Linked DNA regions of Mus musculus: regions 2, 3 and 4 are each linked to region 1. A link is a contact called in public promoter capture Hi-C data. All regions are on one chromosome and are shown on one strand. The core of a region is the stretch at or near the end of the contact, and the rest is flanking DNA. Distances in the headings are between cores, read along the strand shown. Region 1 holds the start of Rpn2 (ribophorin II). Region 2 holds the start of Cdk5rap1 (CDK5 regulatory subunit associated protein 1). Region 3 holds the start of Eif2s2 (eukaryotic translation initiation factor 2, subunit 2 (beta)). Region 4 holds the start of Cbfa2t2 (CBFA2/RUNX1 translocation partner 2).

The links. Promoter capture Hi-C pulls out the DNA fragments that hold promoters and counts their contacts.
Region 2: a contact with region 1 is called in a promoter capture Hi-C map of pre-B cells, with 3 times the contacts expected there. The contact joins the promoter of Cdk5rap1 here to the promoter of Rpn2 in region 1. A contact is called at or near these places in 2 of 39 promoter capture datasets (liver and pre-B cells).
Region 3: a promoter capture Hi-C map of pre-B cells shows a contact between it and region 1, with 4 times the contacts expected there. The contact joins the promoter of Eif2s2 here to the promoter of Rpn2 in region 1. A contact is called at or near these places in 2 of 39 promoter capture datasets (liver and pre-B cells) and 1 of 9 other capture datasets (adipose tissue).
Region 4: a contact with region 1 is called in a promoter capture Hi-C map of pre-B cells, with 4 times the contacts expected there. The contact joins the promoter of Cbfa2t2 here to the promoter of Rpn2 in region 1. A contact is called at or near these places in 2 of 39 promoter capture datasets (liver and pre-B cells) and 1 of 9 other capture datasets (liver).

Annotation. Positions count from the first base shown.
Region 1 is chr2:157,277,243-157,280,767 of GRCm38.p6, forward strand. Rpn2 (ribophorin II) reads left to right here and starts at 1,856. Exons shown (of 17, transcript NM_019642.4): 1 at 1,856-2,093. The coding sequence starts at 2,081. It overlaps Mroh8 (maestro heat-like repeat family member 8), which reads right to left and starts at 2,307. Exons shown (of 25, transcript NM_001039557.4): 1 at 1,950-2,307. The coding sequence starts at 2,233.
Region 2 is chr2:154,371,213-154,374,455 of GRCm38.p6, forward strand. It overlaps Cdk5rap1 (CDK5 regulatory subunit associated protein 1), which reads right to left and starts at 1,507. Exons shown (of 14, transcript NM_025876.2): 1 at 1,469-1,507.
Region 3 is chr2:154,891,644-154,894,886 of GRCm38.p6, forward strand. Eif2s2 (eukaryotic translation initiation factor 2, subunit 2 (beta)) reads right to left here and starts at 1,263. Exons shown (of 9, transcript NM_026030.2): 1 at 1,047-1,263. The coding sequence starts at 1,061.
Region 4 is chr2:154,434,996-154,438,318 of GRCm38.p6, forward strand. Cbfa2t2 (CBFA2/RUNX1 translocation partner 2) reads left to right here and starts at 1,489. Exons shown (of 11, transcript NM_172860.2): 1 at 1,489-1,641. The coding sequence starts at 1,608.

The sequences.
Region 1 (3,525 bases), core at 606-3,105:
TGTCCTAGCCATAGCAACTCTAAGGGTCCCACCCGACTCCTGTTCCCCAGCCATTGGCTGCTGGCATCTTTATTGATGGATCAAAAACCAACTGTGGACAAGGACCTTTAGCGTTTGGACAGGCAGACTGAATCAAAGCATTAGAACCAATCTCCAACAATGAGGTATTACATACATATAGGCAATGACAAGACAAATGCTGCGACAATGCTAACATGTCGTGAGATCAGGAAATGAAGACTTTAATTTCCAGCACATTTTCTTTCACTTTATGACTATATAATTTAATGTCCTAAATAGCTATTTGCAAAAATTCCAAAAAACTTAACAGCTGGCTCCCTCTCTAGCACACCACTGGCTTGTCTTATTACTGAACTGGTAGAGTTCTTTAAATATATCCTAGTTCAGCACTACCCAATATAACTTTCTGGGATAATGAAAATATCTGTCCTGTAATTTCAAATTACTCAGTGCAAGATCCACCAGCTACCCTGAGCACAGCATTGGCTGATCAGAAGCATAGTATAGCTGAGGAGCTGAAGCTTAAATTTTACTTAATTGGACTAAGTTCAAAGAGAAATTACTGCAGAGAGCTAGTGACTGCTGTATGGAGGAGTGGTCCGACTCCCCGCTACATATCTGGAGTGATACTGAAGAGAAGCAGCATTGCTGTATTGCAAAATTCTACATGTTCACAATAGTTAATTAGCACACATCTAGGCTGTCATCAGAACGCAAGGGCTGAAATATTTCCTTCCTTTTAAAGTATTAAAAGTAACATTTCACAGAATAATAATAAAGAGTAAATAAGATAACATATGTAGGGTGCTCAGTACTCTTTCTGCCTATATTGTGAGCTCGGTAATCAGAGCTACACATTAGTTCTGGCTTCCATTTTTGAGTCTGTTAAATTTGCAGACCAGCGCATCCCTCAACCCTTCCTGGAGTAGACAGCAATTAACACGGAGACCCAAAACTGGTCAACACACAGAGAATAAGAGATCTTGGGACACTCAGCCCTAAATGGGATGTCTACAGCATCCCCTTTACCTCAGGGCTCATGGGCGTGGGTCTATGTGGAAGAGGAGAAGGATTGTTTAAGAGCCAGGGGTGATAAACGGCTTCCAATAAGCAGTTTTTCAGGGATTGTGTCAGTATGCACAAGACCCACAAAAGCTCAAGCCATACAAAACACAGAGAAGGGGGAGTGGGCACAAAAGACCCAACTGTAGCCAAAACTATTCATAACTGATAGCTGCTGGGAGAGGGAAAATCAGTTTTCTTCAGTGGAGTGACTGGGTATATCAACCACTCTCCAGGGCAGGACTCCATGCTTAGTTTGTTTTTTACTTTAGAAAGAGGAAAAATAGAGCATGAGTTGGGTGTGTAGGGAGTTGGGGGAGGATATGGAAGGTGTTGGGGGAAGGAAATGAATATGATCAAAATATATTGTATGAAATTTTCAAAAAAAAAAAATCAAACATTTTAAAACGCTCCTCTCCGTTACCTGTATAGCTCACAGGTTTGAAAACTGGATAAACCCTCACTCACCAGCCAATTATTAATAATCTAAGTAATGCATTAACCATAATTTCCCAAAGTGGATAAAATCAAATGTTACGATAACGCTCCCCTCCCAACCGGACCCTTTTAAAATTGGCCGGGCTGCGGGAGAGAACCGTGAGTGACAGCGCGTCCGGCCAGTCACTGTCACTGGCCAATCAGAGGTGGCCCCGTCTTAGGCCCGCCCCAAGGCCCGGCCCAATCGGGTCCCGGTGGCGGCGTGAGCAGGGCGGTTGAGAGGCGGTCGGTTCCAAGTGGGTCCCGGCGCGGGGGAGAGGACGGCTTGGCAAGCAGGACCCGTGAGTGAGGTTCGCACGCCGCGACTCAACTGCCCCACACTGCGGCTGCCGGGCACGGCCCTGCCAAGCGGGACCGCCGCGACTGACCTTTGCCGGGAGCCCATTCTGGCAAGTGGCGTGTGCCGCGGGTCCCTGGCGTCCCCTCCGGCGCGCTCTTGGAGCCACTTCCCGGAGCGGAAGTCTGCCTGCTCGGGCTCCGGTGGGACCTGCTCGGAGGAATGGCGCCGCCGGGTGAGGCGTTGCGCATGGCTCAATAGTGGGGCCCCGCGGCCGACACGCTTTGGGGAGCGGGGCGTCGCCCGCGGGAGGCTAGTGCGGACCACACGGGCGCCGGCTAGGCGCGGTTCCCCTCCCCTACGGGGCAGGGGCATGGGCACGGGCGCTTTCGGGGTCGAGCGTGTGGCGGAGGCTGCGAGCTGGTGAAGTGCTGGGGACCCGAAGGGTTGGTGGCGGGGCGTGCGACGTGGGACTACGGGTCCCCGCAAGGCCGAGCGCGAGCCCGGGCAGCGCGGAGCCCGAGCCTGGCCTCCTCCATTCATTCGAGTAGTACCAGCGGCCTACGCCTGTCACAGAGAGCCACCCCTGGCATCATGAAAGCTTTTGAGCATGTCACTAGACTTTCTTCGACTTCTAGGTTCCTTTTCCCTGACAGGGACAGGAGACTCACAGGTCTGTCTGGGAGCTGAAAGCCTAGGGTATGAAGTGATATTACGGGTGCAGACTTGTAACCGGCCACGTATTGATTGTGAGAACAGAAGCCAGGGACTCAACAGCTTAGTTTCTCATCTGGTATCTGCTTCGCAAGAGTTGTGTTAAATGATATTTCTGTGCTTGCTTTTAACAGTGCCGGGCAAAACTCAATGCTTGGTAGATTCTGAGTGGATAGGTGGGAATCTTAGTGTATTCAAGTCACTATTTTATTTGTTGGTAAAGTGGCTAAAGTCAGAACTTGCATTGAAACTTAAGTTTGAGTTTCAGTTATTTGTCTCAGGGCAAGGGAGTGGGCACCTACTTAAGAACCTTTTTTCTTTTCTTTACTTAGATAGGGTCTAGGGAGCTGGGAGTTGGTTCAGTGCAACTTGTGGATCTGAGTTCAAATCTTAGCACTGGGTATGGCTGGCTGCATTGTGCACGTAACCCCAGCATTGGAGGGCAGAGACCAGCAGATCCCAAGAGGTAACCATCTAGTCTAGCAAAAATGGTTCTAGATCAGTGAAAAGGCCCTGCCTCAAGGCAAGAAGGCATAGAACATCAGAGGAAGTCATCCTGTGTTTACTCTGGCCTCTGCATGCCTGTGCACTGGCATACACTTATGTGCATGTACCACAATACACACAGAATAGGTAGGGTCTTACTATGAAGCTGGGGCTCCAGCTCAGACTCACCATCTTGCCTCTGTTTCCCTAGTCCTGGAGTGACAGGTATGAAATAGTTTACAAACCATTTCTTGGTTTGTAAAATGCAGAAAATACCCACCTCACTTGGATATTAGAAGGCTTAAAGACTGGTGCAGTGCATACAAAGAACTCAGTATAATTTGGGCCTACCCATTCAATTGAGTGTTCAAGTACGAGCCAGAAAAGTTGCTACTGTGCTTAAGTGTAGAAAGATTCAGCTTCTGGCACAGAGGCTATAAGGGGATTCACAGTTTAGCTGGAGGAGC
Region 2 (3,243 bases), core at 257-2,756, 2.9 Mb before region 1:
TCCATACTGACCTCCAACTTTTCTCATTCCTCTCACCTCAGTCTTCCAAATGCCAGAATCACAACCCAGTTCCAAGGTACTGTTTTGTTTTGTTTTGTTTTGTTTTGTTTTGTTTTGACAGGGTTTCTCTGTATAGCTCTGACTGTCCTAGAACTTGCACTGTAGACCAGGCTGGCCTGAAACTCAGAGATCAGCCTGTCTCTGCCTCCTGAGTGCTGAGATTTAAGGTGTGCACCACCACCTCCCTTAAGGTACGTTTTATGATAGTTTACCTTAATCTAAACATGGTAAACCTATATTCCCAGTAACCTGGGAGGCTAAGGCAGGAAGATCATTTGAGCCCAGGACTGCCTGGACAACAGTGAGGGCTCTTAAAATATATTATATCTCTAATTTACAGGTGAAAATAAATAAAGGCGGCTCAGTGACATGGCTTAGTGGATGAAGGCACCTGCCACCAAGCCTGACTCCCTGAAAGCCACACAGTAGAAAGAATTCTTTTCCATAGATTCTTCTATCTCTACACATACACTATGTATGGCACATTCATGTGCATGAGCACAGGAACAAAAACCAAATAAATAAAATGTAATTAAAAAAAAAAACACCAACCTACTCTCTTGTCGGAGAGGAGACTTTTGGTTTGAGTTTTAATTTTTTTCACATTTTTATTTTTATGCATATTATGGTATGTGAACCATCTTAACAGCCCAGGTGTGAGCTTTCAAATCATCTACTTCTGCCCTTTAATTGTTGTGTGACCACGTTTTTACAAGTCAAATTTCCACCTCTGGACTACAAATGTCATATCCATTTTGGAAAAAAAAAAAAAAAAAGTACAATAGGACCTTACCCCTTGCCAGATGTTATAAGAATTACACATTAAAAACTTAGATTGGGGGAGGGGGGGACTTAGAGCAGTGGCTCAGTGGTTAAGAGCACTGACTGCTTTTCCAGAGCCTGAGTTCAATTCCCAGCAACCAAGTGGTGGCTCACAATCATTCACTAGCAGCCCACACTTCATTTCAAAGCATGGACCTTGGCCGGGTTCTGGGCGCGTCTTCATGTATGAGTGTTGGGGTGGGGAACGGTCCTTTCTGACGAACCTGGTGGAAGGATCAAAAGCTTCAAGTTTTTGCACAGCACAGCGCGGAACCACCTACCACATCCAAGCGTGTGAGTGCTAGGCGTGGCGGCGGCAACTGCGTGAGCCCCGTAGCCCCTCTCCGAGGTCTATCAGACCCCATCTCTGCTTCACAGGGCAAATACTAGGGCTTAGAAGGACGCTGTGACTTGGCCAAGAGCCGGCAGCGGGGCTGAGCTACACTCGCAGCGGTCCTACTCAAGGCCTAACACTGCCCAGTGATACCTTCTCCTAGCGCTTCTGGCTTTTCCTGGACGGTGCGAGCCCGCCCTGCGCCACCGCGGGTCACCCGCAGGACACTAAACTCAATCTCAAGCCTCTCACCTCCCACAACTGCAAGGTCCGCGTCCGAAACCGGAAACTGTCGATCTGCGTGGGTTCCCTTCTCAGGAGTCCTCCGCTGCGCGCCTAGGCGTGCAACTTCTGTTCCGCCGTGACTTTCGCCCGCGGTGTTCTAATGGTAGTGTTTCCTGCCGGCTTCGAGTCCCAGGACCCTGGCTTTGAAAAATAAAGCCGTGAGACCTACTACTTCTTTAAATGCTAATACCGCCCCCCACCCCCACCCCACCCCACCCCAAAAAAAAAAGTTAAGTAAAGCTTAAAACCAGGTAGGCGGGCTGGAGAGATGGTTCAGCGGTTAAGAGCACTGAGTGCTCTTCCAGAGGTCTGGAGTTCAATTCCCAGCAACCACATGGTGGCTCACAACCATCTGTAAAGGGATCCGATGGATGCCCTCTTCTGGTGTGTCTGAAGACCGCGACACTGTACTATTATGCATAATAAATCTTTTTTAATTAGAAAAACAAACAAACAAACAAACAGGTGGGCAGTCTCAGAGTCTGTATCTGCCCTTGCCCCAAGAGAGTAAGGGATTCTTAGGGGTGTTCTGCCCCCTGGAAAATAGGAGCTCTGACTTCTCCTCAAGCCTGTCACCCGTTAGCTCCCTCCTGCCATATGTACTTTCCTTCCCTCTCCTCACCAGACCCTTTAAGAAAAGGGCCACCATGGGGCTGGTGAGATGGCTCAGCATGTAGGACACTTGCTGTTTGACGACCTGGGGTCTAATCCCCAGAACCCACAAGGTGAAGGGAGAACTGGCTCCCACAAGCCCTCTGAACTTCACAGATAGGCCATGGGACATGCAACATCTCTCTCTCTCTCTCTCTCTCTCTCTCTCTCTCTCTCACACACACACACACACACACACACACAGACGTCTCAGGACGCTGTAGCACACTTCGGTGTTCTCAGGAGGCAAAGGCAGGCTAATTCGAAGCCAGAAAGAGCTACATAGTAAAATTTCGTAGATGATGGATAGACAGACAGACAGGCAGACAGACAGATGGAATAGAATAAATGTAAAAAAAAATAGAAAAGAGGCTAACCAGTGGTTTCTGTGGCTAGCTCTGAACGGCCTCGTCTTTCCTGGATCTCCCAGATGGCCCTGAACAGCCTAATTGTTCCTCACTACCTCCTTACCCTACTCCTGTCACATTCCTGCCCTGGCCCTCTCAGCCATTCTCCCTTCCCTGTTGACTCTAGCCAAAATACCTCTTCTCCCCCAGACCGAACCCATAGTCCCTACACTCAAGAAAATGCTGAGAACAGGATTCAGCCAGATCGGAGCCCTGGGGTCAGAACCACCCTATGTAGCATAAGTGTTTTTTCCAAGCTTCACCATAAATATTAGTTTTAAAGTGTGAGACATTTAAGTGTAAAACATTTGGTTGAAGCACAAACTGCAGGTGGACAGTTCAAAAATCTACAAGCATAGAATGAGTAGCAAAGAGGCGCCCCCTCCTGGCCTCTTCCTGTCATGACTCTCATCAAGAGACTGGGTTTGGAGGGAAGGAGTGGGGGGCATTCCCAGCCTTCCTCTTTGCCAATGGGCTTTTGTCGTTTTGTTTTGTTTGTTTTGTTTTGTTTTGTTTTGTTTTGTTTTGTTTTCATTTATGTGTTTATGTATCTGGGCAAGAAGCCGGAAGTACTTCTGTTTGGAAAGCCAGAAGCTAGAGTTGGCTCAGTCTGTAGGACACTTCCAAATGAAGCTAGAGTTACAGGCAGTTGTGAACCACCTGATGTGGGCCCAGAATCAAACT
Region 3 (3,243 bases), core at 13-2,512, 2.4 Mb before region 1:
CATAAACTAACCAGCATCTACTTCAACCAAACTAGTGAATACTTCACTTTCTATGCACTTTCTCCCTTCTTGACCATAAACGCCTTGTGATCAGTTTTCTCATTGGTTGAGAAAATTCTGATCATTTCTAGAGCCCATTCAAAAGCCAACTCTGCACAGAACCTTCAACTATTCCTCTTACCCCTCCCCTAGGCCTGTAAGTCAAGTAAGTCACAAATTCTTCGTAAAGTACTTCCTTGGGGCTAGGATTAGGCTTCTAGGCCCAATGCTAAGCAATATCTAAGCCAAGACCACTCTTTTTTCTTTAAAGTCATTTAATGGTATGTGAACTAGGATAAATCTGGAAAAGGCAAAACCCAAAAAGATTTAAAAGAAAAAAAAAAGACACAATAAAACGGGGGACGGGGCTTGAAAAATTCTGAGATCCAAACCCAGTCAGTTTCACAGCCGGACCTTCCTGCTCACCTCGCCTGTAAAGGAAACTTTGGGACTCGGGCCCGAAAACTTTTCTCGAAAGGTGGTCACTTCCTGAGACTTAAAATATCTTCTCCTCTGGCTCTTTGGGTTCCTGTCTTAAGAAATAAGGCCTCGAGCGGGAAACGGGAGCGAGATATCCGCCCGGAAAAGGCAGCCTACAAAGTTTTAACCTCGGTGCTCCACCGGAACCGAGAGGGGCCTCGCAGGGCACCCTGACCCCTCAGCCGTGAGAGCCGAGGCGGCTATGTGTGTGAGGAAAGGAATGCCGGGGCGGCCGGGCAAACTAACTCGGCATTCAACCCCTTTCCGAGAGGACGGCTCAACACGCTCTCCATTCCGAAACGCCGATCACCGTGGGAGACAGGCCTCGCCGCCGCCCTGAGGAGAGCCGAGGGAGACCAAGTCTGAGGATCCAGAGTCCTCGCCGGCTCCACAGCTCCGGGACGCCTAGGCCGGGCTGCTCCACATGGCGGCCGGCTACAGCTAGGCCGCAGGCCCGGCTTCTCACACAGGTGTGGGTTCGGCTTCCTGCCTCAGTCCTTAGCCCTAACTCCAGCTCAGCCTCTCACCTCGTCCCCGGACATGGCTGTAGTTCGAGCGGGTTCGGCAGGGATGAAAAGTCAAACCGGTCGGCTTCACGGCCCGGAGTCAGCGTAGCTCCCACCGATACTTCTCACAGCACCGCACTAGGCTCTTGCATCAGCGAAAGGGAGCGACACCCCGCCCTCCTCTCAAACGTTGGAAGTGCGCCTGCGCAGAGCTCGCCAAAGCGCAGGCGTACAGTAAAGCCAACCTTACGTGCTTCTCGTGGCGCGAGTTATTCGGCGACTCCCCGGCGCCGGGCATACTGGGACTTGTAGTTTGGCTAGAAAAGACCGGCGCTTGTGCGCTTCGGGAGTTTCGAGGGCGTGCACGACTGTTTTAAACATGTCAGGATGTTCGGGTTCTTGTGCTGCTGGTTACCTAAGAGGTTCGAAAAGTGCTGTGTTGCTTGTAAAGTGAATTTGGGGCCATTTTTCAGGTTTAACTTAGTGGAAACCCTAATATGAACCCGTGGAGCTGAGTTCACGCTTTCCCCTAGAATCGGTCTAGTATTCGAGGAATGCACCTCAGTAGAAGCGTTTCACTTCGTGAGAAGTTTAACCTTCTAGCTTTTTACTTCAGAAGATTCTTCCCTGGTTTTCCATAGTTAGACCGAGGAACGAAGCCGTCCTCTGAGGAGAAACAGCCCAGCAAGCTACAGTCTGTCAGGAAGCTTCGAAATAGTCTTAACTAGCTCAATAAAGGGGCTATGTTGAGAAATGTGTAGAGTAGGTAATTAACTTGTTGACGAACTTCATACCATATAAGTAAAGACACTACAACGTCCTAGGCGATATAATCATCTGGGACTATTAATTATGTGTCCTTTTTTGACTAAAGCTTCCTTATATGGTACATGACTCCTTGTTTATGGAGTCTTTGCTAGACAATTCTGGATGTATCATCTATTTTCCCTGGGGAGATACAGCTGCCATTTAGGAAGGCCTCGGAGTATGCGCTTGTAGTTAAAAAACAAAACAACAAAAAAACACCTGTGTTTGTAACCACAGGGAACTGCAAAGCCCCACTGTTTGAAAGAATGCTCAGCTGGGGCGTCAGGTGATCCACTCAGGTGACTGAAGGGACTGCTCAAGTAAGTAGATGCTATCAGGAGATGAGAGTAATTATCAAGTTTTTAATGCTTCTTGCATAAAAAGAATCAAGTGAGGATTAATCTATGATTAGTGAAAAAAAGCCCTCACGTTAGAAGAGATGGGGAAAGTACTTAGTGATTTTTGTAGTTGGCAAAATGTTCTTCTTGATTGATTTTTGTATTCATACCTGATTACTGAGTTTGTCTTTGTTTTGGTCTACTGGAATTACAAAATGGTCTGTCTGAGCTGGGTGTGGTAGCACTTACCATCCTAGCTCTTGAGAAGTAGAGGCATGAATATCAGAATTTCATAACCAGCCTGGACTACATAAGATTTTATCTTTTTAAATTAATCAATTAATTGATTAATATACTTTACATCTTGACCACAGTTTCTTCTCCTCCCAGCCCCTACCCCCCATTCACTCATCCTCTATTTCTCTTCAGAAAGGGGAGGCCTTCCATTGATATCAACCTGCCCTGGCATGACTCGTTGCAGTAAGACCAGAGGCATCTTATCCTATTAAGGCTGGGTGAGGCAGCCCACCTAGCCTCTGGGAAAGGATCCCAGAGGCAGGCAACAGAGTCAGAGAAAACCTTGCTACGCTCTCTGGTCGAGTCAACTGGACAAGCCGAAAGGCTTAAAAGTCACTCATGAGGCAAAAGAGTTTCAAGGAAGCTCTCCTCCTGGAGTCTAGTGTTCTCTACCCATACATTAATTTTTCATTCCCGAGTTCCATTACCGCACTAGTCTAGAGTTGGATCCACGTGTGCTCTCTTTCAGTATTTTCCTATAAGTGCTCTGACATGGCTAAAGCCTTCCGCCAGTGTTCCAACAGTCCAAGGGCATCCTTGACCAAGATCAAGGGTTTAGAATTCAGCAAGATTGTAAAAGCTAAGTCACTCCCTTACACAGGAATTTACCATCACTTAAAAAGAAGGAAGTTTCAGACCAAAGGAGAAACCAGAATAGATACTATAGCAGAGTTACACCCATACACACGTATTTACAATGGCCTAAGGAGAAGGTAGACTATACAAGAGACTAAAATAGGAACTGTGGCAAGGACGGGAAGCCCTTGACCCTGGCT
Region 4 (3,323 bases), core at 239-2,738, 2.8 Mb before region 1:
TCTCACTATGTGGCCCTGGCTGGCTTTGGGTTGGCAGTTATTTTGCTAGTTTCCCTAGGGTGGGATTACAGGTCTGTGCCACTATGCCAGGCTGGCTTCATTTTAGTTATAGTTCCTGATTTTGAATCTTTGAGAGACAGAATGGCAGAGAACTCATGCTAGGATCAGAGTACTTTCTTGGGTTGCTCGGAGGATTTATGTTTTGAGTTTGCTAACAGAAATAGGTGGACAACCCAGTGGGAGAGACTCTAGCGAATGTGTAGAAAAGGGGAGAAACTGTATTTGGTACTGAGATGGTTAATTGCAGAGTGTATAAAAGCAGCTGTTGAAGACAGGCTAGTGACTCTTGCTTACAATCCCAGCACTTGGGAGGCCACGGGAGGAGGATGTGTGAGAGTTCCAGGCTTTTGTGGCTACACTGTGTGTTCCAGCCCAGCTAGACATACAAAATAGGCCCTTTTCAGAAACAACTTTTTGTGAGGCCTGCTGGTGTTATAGACACAGCTTTGGGAGATAGACTTAGAAGTATAGCTTAAGGTTCAAGGCTAACCTGGTGTAGGTCAGTGAGTTCAGAATAGCCAAATGTACATTATGACATTGTTTCAACAAACCAAAATAAACCTGCACTTAACCAGGCCTGGTAGTTCAGGCCTTTAGTCCCAAGCACTTGGGAGGTAGAGTTAGGTAGATAGATTATCTGTGAGTTCCAGGACAGCTAGAGCTACAAGTGAGACTGTGTCAAAAAACCACCACCAACAACAAAAAAACCCCTGCACATACACGTGCCCCTCCTCACAAACACAGACAAACCCCACAAAGCCCCTTGATCTGATACAGAAATCAGTAATGACAGCTAGTTGTTTTAAACATTTAGATTCCTATAGCCGCAAAAGATGTAGAAATCTGCGAGATAGCTAATTTGGCAAAGATGCTTGCTGTCAAACAAACTTGATGCCCGAAATTTGACCTGCTGGATCCACAGGGTGAAAGGAGAGCCTGCTCCCGACTTGTTCTCTGACATTCACATACATGCGTTGGACTCCCTCAAACATATACACGCACACATATGCAATAAGTCAATGTAAAAACAAATAAGTAAAAGGAGGAAAGAACAATTTTAACACCCAATACAACCGTCAAAGCGTTACAAGGCCTGCACCTGAAACGTCCCTCCCCGAAGCCCCGCCCCGGGACTCCGCCCCCGTTCCTAGGTTGCCGCCCAGGCCACATCCGGAAGTCTGGAGCTCGGAGAAGGGCGGCTCCCTGCGGCCACGCATAGCGCGCGGGAGGCGGGTCGAAGTGCAGGCCGCTCCAGGATAGGACGCAGCCTGGCGCGGAAGGGGCGGGCCAGGTCAGGAGGCGGTGCTTCGCGTGAGCGCCCTCGGGCCCGTCTTCCGCGTGCGTTGGTCTGCGCGCGGGAGCGCGCGGCGGGGGCGTGCCGGGGCTGTCTGGGGGCGGGGCGGCGCGCGGCCTAACGGCGGCGGCGGCAGCGGCGGCGGCGGCGCTGGTGCGGGCGAGTTCGGCGGGTGCAGGTCCCGGCCTGCGCCTGCGGAGGGCTCAGGCAGAGGGTCGAAGCGAGCGGCGCTCGCGACAGACTGCGCTCCGCGATGGTGGGCGTCCCTGGAGCGGCCGCCTTCCAACGTAAGTGGGGCGGGAAGGCGGACGGCTGAGGGGTGTGTGTTGAGGGGCCTGCTGCTCCATAGGCGGGAGGCTTTGCAGAGGCCCCCCGGCGGGAGGCCTGGGCAGGGAAACTGAGGCCGGGATTGGGGCACTGGATCCAAGGTCATGCGGCTCCCCGGCCTTCCGGGGCCCTCGGGGCTATCCCGGCGCTTCCTGTGGGGCTCGCGGCTCCGGGTGCTGAGCAGGACTGTGTGGAGCGGCCTTGGAGCTCAGGCCTGGCGGGCGCCCTATGGACTGTCCGCGAGAGAAGTATTGTTTTGTTTTCGCGGCATCGGGGCTGAAAGTCCGGTCCCGGGAAACACGCCGGAATTGGAGCGACGAGTGGTAGATGTTGGAGGATGCCGGGCTGATATTCCGGAGGGCCCTGTTGAATGTAGGCTCTGGGGTCGGACTGCTTTGGGTTCATGTCCTGGCTCCCTCGCGAGTAGGCTGTGACCTTGGCGCTCCAAAAGTCTCAGTTGCTCGATCTGAAAAATGGGTTGTGAGGAACGTACTCTGAATGCTCTGTAGTAGGGTTTAGTGAATCCAGTAAAATCCCCTGAACACACAGTTGCACATCATACTCAAGTGTGAAAACTCACTATCGTAATCACAGTTTGTTATGTGTGTTCCTCGGAAAAGTCCGAAGTTGGCGTCTGGTTGTGTTTTGTTAGTTTGTTTAATATTGTCTTTGACTAGTCCTACTATGTGACTCAGTTGTGTTTTTATTCTTACCTCCATTTCGCTATCCCATTTACAGACGTTCTTCCTAGAATTGTAAGATCCTTGGAGGAGGGATGGCATCGTTTAATAAGAACAATAAAAATTTAATTGTCATTAAAATAGCAGTAATAGCCAACATTACTTGAGCACCAGGCAATTTGCATTCGATTCATTTAATATTTATTAAATCATCTAAATACAAATTATCACTCTAAGTCCAGAGACTATGGCAACAAACTTGACAGACTAGATTCTGAATTTGAGTTTAAGAGAGGGACTCGTGCTTTGTGGATATTTCTTTGTCTATGCCAGGTGACAGTCTAAAAACAGGTATTTGAGGCACGTTGGAGGCTGAGTTTGAGGTCAGCCTGATCTATACAGGCCAGCCAGGGTTACATTGTGGCACCCTGCCCCAAACAAAACAAAATAACAAAAACAACAACAAAACCCTAAAAATAAAACAAAAAAATGAATAAAAGCTAACATCAGGTGTTGCAGGATGTCCGTTGTGCAAGGATAAAATGAGGCCTCTTGAGAGCTTTTAGCCCCTCCCCTCTTTGCTCTTCAGTTCAGCAGTTATAGCGGAGGATTCATACAGCCTTTTTCTTGGGCTCTCATTCCAAATTGAATGGAAAAAGATACAAACTAGATTTTCCCACCAATGCCTTCTGTAGTTAAGTGTGCTGTTGCTGCTCTCAATGGTCTTCTGAAGGGAGACAAGTAACCCTTAGGTTTGATGGTATCATATATAAGAAAAGTGGAAGAGAGGCGCTCGCCTTTAATCCCAGCACTCTGGAGGCAGAGGCAGGCGGATTTCTGAGTTCCAGGCCAGCCTGGTTTACACAGTGAGCTCCAGGACAGCCAGGGCTATACAGAGAAACCCTGTCTCAAAAAACCAAAAAACAACAACAACAACGAAACAAACAGAAGAAAAGTGGAAG